Regions from separate parts of the Mus musculus genome. Here region 1 is linked to region 2. A link is a contact called in public promoter capture Hi-C data. All regions are on one chromosome and are shown on one strand. Each heading gives the region's core, a stretch centred on a gene start, on an enhancer-like site or on the middle of the called end of the contact. The rest is flanking DNA. Distances are from core to core; before and after follow the strand shown.

Region 1 (2,810 bases), core at 305-2,804, 290 kb before region 2:
CCAAACATCAGTCCTCACTGGCATTGCCTGGGTACCAGGAGTGTCAGGTGTGACTGTTACTTCTGAGAGCAGGGGCTAGACACTGGGTCTCTCTCCTGTTGGACACTAAGGCTACTTCTCTGAGATGAAGACAAAGGTTTTGAGTCCCACCCTCCCAAGCCCAGCAAGTACCACCAAATTCTGGCTTCCAACCCTTTCCTGTACACCCTCTGGTTACACAGGAATCCCTGGACACAGTCTCACCCAAGGCTACTATGAGGAGTTCTCTTGTGCCAGCATCACTTACCTTCAGCATCTTTGGCTTCTTCATCAGGACCAACCTCTAAACAAAACATGATCAATCAACAGAGGTCCTGTTCCAACTCAGATTCCCCCAAGAGCATTCCCCATGGTCAGGCAGGATATTCTGCTGGTTTGTAGGGTCAACCACAAACGAAGCTCTGTATTGACAATCATCACCCAGAAAGCAGACTGCTGCATCCCCCGAGCCCAGACAGGGACACAAGCTAGCAAGCACCTGTTGGACGACTTAAGACACCACCCCTAGCCCCTCATCCCCTCACCCTGGGCTGTACCTTCTACGTTGGCCTCCTCTGTCTCAGCCTCACCCTCAGGCTCAGGTTCAGCCCCACCAGCCTCCTCCTCCTCCACTGCCTCCTCTTGCTCTGGAGAGGTAAAAAAGACACCATGACCAACTGACCCTCTCTCTTAACGTGCAGAAAGCACCCCCAGAACAGAGATCACATCGGGAGGGTAGAACAGAGCCAGTAACATCCAGGCTCACATGATATAGGAGCCACAGACCCAAATGACAGAGGAATGCTGTTTGGCTCCTGGTTCAAACTGGAGCACAAAGCCACGCCCAGCCCAGGACTACTTCTGCAAGCAAAGATTCCTATAACCTCACCCACTCATCTACACTCTCATCCATGCCTCAACCGCCCCCCAAGTAAGTCAGTGCCCCAGAGTTCCCTGTCTGCTCCTTTGCAGGTAAAGTGAAATCCAACAGAAGGGTCCCATCTGACTGGTAAGTACCCCTAAATTTGGCTCCCTGAGAGTTTGGAAATCTGAGCTGGGTCTTCCCTAGTGTAGAAACACATTATATACATAGATAAAATATAATGGTGTGGCGGTGGGAAACACCAGTGACAGGACATCAAGACTCACTGCTGGGGACTAGTTGGGGTGAAGTTCTGTCTAGCCTCTTTCTGTCCAGTTTAGCACTAGCTTCCCCCATGACCTTCCTGGGGACAGAAATCCATCGTCTTCCCCAACTGTTCACCCCAGAGGTGCTGGCACCACAGGACAGGTCCTGACTAAACTGAGGTGCTAGGGAAAGTCTGTTGTGAATCCAGTGTCTCTTCAAGTCCTTCTTCCAAACCCAACAGAGGTTGTGCGGGCGGATGAAAGGTCCAATAGTTAGAGAGATGTGCTACCCAGAAGGTTGCCAGCAGTTTCTATTTTCATCGTTTGCTTGACAGGATGTGGATGGACCCCGCCTCTCCCAACATTCTGAAGGGACAGACAGATTAGGGAGACAGGATGCCATCCAGACCATGACTCAGCTTGGCGGAAGTGCTTGTAACATTCAGTGATTGATAGACTGACAAGTGGTGGCCCCTTGGCAGAGGGAGAAGAAACACCTCAGGACAGAAAGAACCATCAGAGGAGAGAGGGCCTCCACCCCCACTGCCTCATCGTCTCTGCCCTCCTTTCTTAGGACTGGGTCCCCACTGAAGTCCTGGGGTGCCTCTTCTTTCAACCCTCCAGGAGGTTTGTCAGGTAGCATAAGAGTAGAGGAAGGTGGCCAGCTATGGGGTCCACCCTGAGGCCACCTCTTCTCCCATTCACCCTAAGTTTCATTTTCCTGTGCCACGTGCCATGGGCCCAGTGGTCATTTAGAAGCCCAAGGAACAGGTCACACTTAGGCCTCCCTGGACATCACTGTAGGAAAGCCAGTCCTAAAATTAAGCCCCATTCTGTCTCCCCTCGCCTCCTGTTACCCCCAAGAAGCAAGTCCACCTTCACCCCACCTCTCAGCAGAACACATCTGAAAGCTGACATCATGTCCTTTCTGCTCTGGCTATTTCTGGCCTTTTCTGTCCCCAGAGCCCAACCTTGCCTTAGGCAAAACAGGGAAGGTCCCCACATGAACACTGACATGAGCAGTGGAGCAGCTGGGGTTTGTTCCTATCACAGGAATCCTTCTGTGACCATATGTGGAGCAGGTGGGAAGACAGGATAGCCCAGATCCTTCCCACTTCCCTCCCAGAAGGAAAAGAGGGAATGGGGGAGGGGTCCTAGGGTCCTGGCCCTCTGAAGTTGTTGGTCTCCCTAGCCTAAGCCCAGAGCCCAGGAGGAGCAAGAAAGCAGGGACAGGCACAGGATAGGGAACGCTGTACTACCGTCCTCCTCTTCTTCACTCCAGTCTTCCTCTTCCGGGTGCAGGAGGTGGCGGTGGCGACAGCAAAGGGAGCAAGCAGAACAGGTTAGTGTGCGGTGCAAAGCCTGGCAGCAGCGCAGACCACAACCAGCTCAGAGTTAGGCCTGAACTCTGATTCACAAGTCAACATTCAAGCAATATGGCAGCCTCACTCCTCGTGACATGCCTGAGCCTCAAGGACCATTGCCTGCCAACCACTACTGAGGATGGAGCAGCTTAGCATGCCTAGCAACTGAAAGCATTGAGAGAGAAGCGCCCCAGCTACAGGCCCTGGCTTCTCGCTCACTGAAATGGTAGACCCCAGTAGCAGGGAGAATAGGAAAAGATTTGACTCCCCCTCCAAGTACCCCACATTCCTGCTCTGAAT
Region 2 (2,700 bases), core at 188-2,687:
TATAGAAGCTACTGGTTGGAAAGGCAAGGAGTAGACTTGGAGGAGGGCGCTTTGTCTGTGGTGCTCAGTCGGCCCACGTTCTGAGAGAGGTGTGAGTGCTCATGGGAGTGTTGGTGGATGCTCAGATAAGGATCTCAGAGCATCTGGGCTGTGGGTTTGCCTGCTAAGTGTCTGTATACTGTAAACTGTATACTCCATGGTTTCCTTACTGGGCTGCCCAAGGCTCAGAGCTTGCCTCCACCGCAGGGCCTCTTAACTAGCTTCTTCACTAGTCTTTCTTTCCAGAGAATGAACATTATACGCAGGTATAAGATTTGCATTTAATTTCGGAGTTTCTAGACCCTCTGCAGCTCCTTCGGTTCATGGATTCTTTCCTCGAGGGATTTGAGCTCTATAGAGAGGAGCAGGTGTGATGACAAGAGTCAACCTCTGCATTGCCGACACTGAGGCCAGATAGCCCTCAGTTGAGGGTGCTGCCCGGAACATTGGAAGATGTTTGGTAACATCCACAGCCACCGCATACTGGATGCCAGTAACATGTCCGTCTAGTCAAGAGTCCCCAGAAGTATTTCTGTTCTCAGTTGAGAGCCACTGTAACAGGGTCACAACTGAACCATCAGCTCCGGGGCCCAGGACAGTGGGTTTGTGAGAGAAGGCTCTCAGGCTCTGGGAGAGGTGTGAGAAGCTTGGTTTGCTCTTTTGTTTTCCCAAGAGTCTGGCACAGTGATAGTGCTGAGAGTAAGCTCTCTGACAGGGAGCTGCAGCCAGGGAGGCCAGGCCTGCCAGGTTGAAGGCATAGCATACGCAAAGGAACAAAGGTGTTGGTCGTGCCCGTGTCTCCAGGGAATGCAGACAAGCCACCTTGTTGTCCCTGGTCTCTGGCTGAGGAACAGAACTGTGGGACCTCCTTTCCTGCCAGGTGGGTGGATGGTAAATAAGAGGGAAGGGAACAACTTTCTGAATCTTCCATTAACTGGTCACAGCACGCCCCCAGTGAACCTAGGATTCTAAGAACAGCCCAGCTTAAGGTTCTAACTTAGCACCTGCTCATGGGGCAGACGCGTGCGTAGCTTCCCCAGCTGTGGACCAGGAGCCGTGTCAGCAAAGGGGAATGTTCAGCTGAAAGCAGACGCAGACAGGAAGCCTGAGTCGCTCGTGGTCATTGGTCACAATTTATGTGTTGTGGCTTTTCCAGGACTGTATGTCCTCTCCCTCTTCCCAACCCCCGTTCCTTCTTGGCTGTGGAGCTGATCTGCTTCTGGAATCTCTTCTCCCTGTTGTCTCCTTTCATTCATTTATACGTACGTTCACTGTTCACTCGTTTGCAAACGTTTAATGAGCCTGTGTTGTCTCGCTGAGGATCTCACTAGAGTGGCTTGTATGGGCAGGAGACTACGTGACCACACGCTGAGCTCTGAGGATGTGGCAGGAGCCAAGCGCTGCCTAACAGCTGGCTGAGTGAGGCCCTTTAGAAGCCTTTTAAGGGAAAGGGCCATTGAAAGAGGAGAATTAGGGTGAGTGACAGATAGCTCAGTTTAAAAGTCTGGGTAGTGAGTTTTATTGTAGGGTTTTGTTTTTTTTTTTTTTCTGTGTGTTTAAAAAGTTGTATGTCCAGTAAAATATGTCTGCCTGCCTGGGGACAATTGCTCTGACTCCCAGGTACCAGGAATTTGTAATGGCTCAGAAAATGGAGGAAAATCTTTAAAATGAGTTCCTGGTCTCCATTAAAAGCGTTTATGGTGTCTGGGGAGGCATTTCCCACTGATTTGTACCTGAAGAGAGCATGGAGGCTGGAATGATGGAGAGGAAGACAAAGACGCACGCTCAGGAGAGCGTGTGTGTGTGTGTGTGTGTGTGTGTGTGTGTGTAGTGTGTGTGGTGTGCATGTGGTGTGCACGTTTGGTGTGTATGTTTGCTCTTGTGCAGTGTGTGTGTATGTTCATGTGTGTGTTCAGTGTGTGTGTGTGTAGTGTGTTGTATATGTGTAGTGTGTGTGTGTGTGTATGTGTGGTGTATTGTGTGTGTAGTGTGTTATATGTGTGTTGTGTGTGTGTGTGTGTGTGTGTGTGTGTGTGGTGTATTGTGTGTGTGTGTGTGGTGTGTTGTATGTGTGTAGTGTGTGTGTGTGGTGTATGTATACGTTTTTGTGGTATGTGTGCACACATGCATGAGTGTGTGTGTGTGTGTGTGTGTGTGTGTGTACATTTAAGACAGAGACAATAAAAGTCAGGTGTTCGCTGGGACGATGGGGCAGAGCCATAGAGTCTACCTGCAGGAAGGATCTAAGACAGAGTACTGGGTTGGGCCCCCTCAGAAAGAGAATCAAGGACAAGATGATCTCCACCTGTGGGGAATAAAGCCTGTCACAGCTGGAGTCAGGCTGCTGCATTTGGAAAGAAAGGGCAAGGGCTGGAGGTCCAGAAGCTGGCCTTGGAAAGGAAATGAGCTGGAAAGACGGGGCGGAATGGTGGCAGTTCAGGAGAGAGAGGTGACAGTGTGTGTGTGTGTGTGTGTGTGTGTGTGTGTGTGTGTGTGTGTGTCTGTCTGTCTGTCTGTCTGTCTGTCTGTCTGTCTGTGAGGTGTTGTCCTTGCTCATTTGTTAATCGGTGAGCAGGAAGAGCCCAGCAGGAAGGGGAGTGGGGAGAGTCAGGGATCAGAGACAGCTTCCTGCTAAAACCCACACAGCCAGAAAGAAGGGTT

Evidence for each region. Promoter capture Hi-C pulls out the DNA fragments that hold promoters and counts their contacts.
Region 1: a contact with region 2 is called in a promoter capture Hi-C map of the HPC-7 cell line, with 2.3 times the contacts expected there. The contact joins two enhancer-like sites. A contact is called at or near these places in 3 of 39 promoter capture datasets (the HPC-7 cell line, HPC-7-derived erythroid cells and liver), 1 of 484 Hi-C or Micro-C datasets (B cells) and 1 of 9 other capture datasets (liver).

The regions. Positions count from the first base shown.
Region 1 is chr1:135,843,410-135,846,219 of GRCm38.p6, reverse strand. Tnnt2 (troponin T2, cardiac) reads right to left here. Exons shown (of 15, transcript NM_001130181.2): 4 at 576-665; 5 at 287-322. Among named protein-coding and RNA genes, the nearest start is that of Tnnt2, 8.5 kb to the right of the region's middle. Within about 2 kb of position 1,554, at least 33 of the 459 cell types and tissues checked have an H3K27ac peak or open chromatin away from gene starts, as enhancers often do. A contact at or near this core is called in the HPC-7 cell line, where this site is marked.
Region 2 is chr1:135,553,493-135,556,192 of GRCm38.p6, reverse strand. All of the region lies in intron 1 of Nav1 (neuron navigator 1), which reads left to right. Among named protein-coding and RNA genes, the nearest start is that of Nav1, 31 kb to the left of the region's middle. Within about 2 kb of position 1,437, at least 65 of the 459 cell types and tissues checked have an H3K27ac peak or open chromatin away from gene starts, as enhancers often do. A contact at or near this core is called in the HPC-7 cell line, where this site is marked.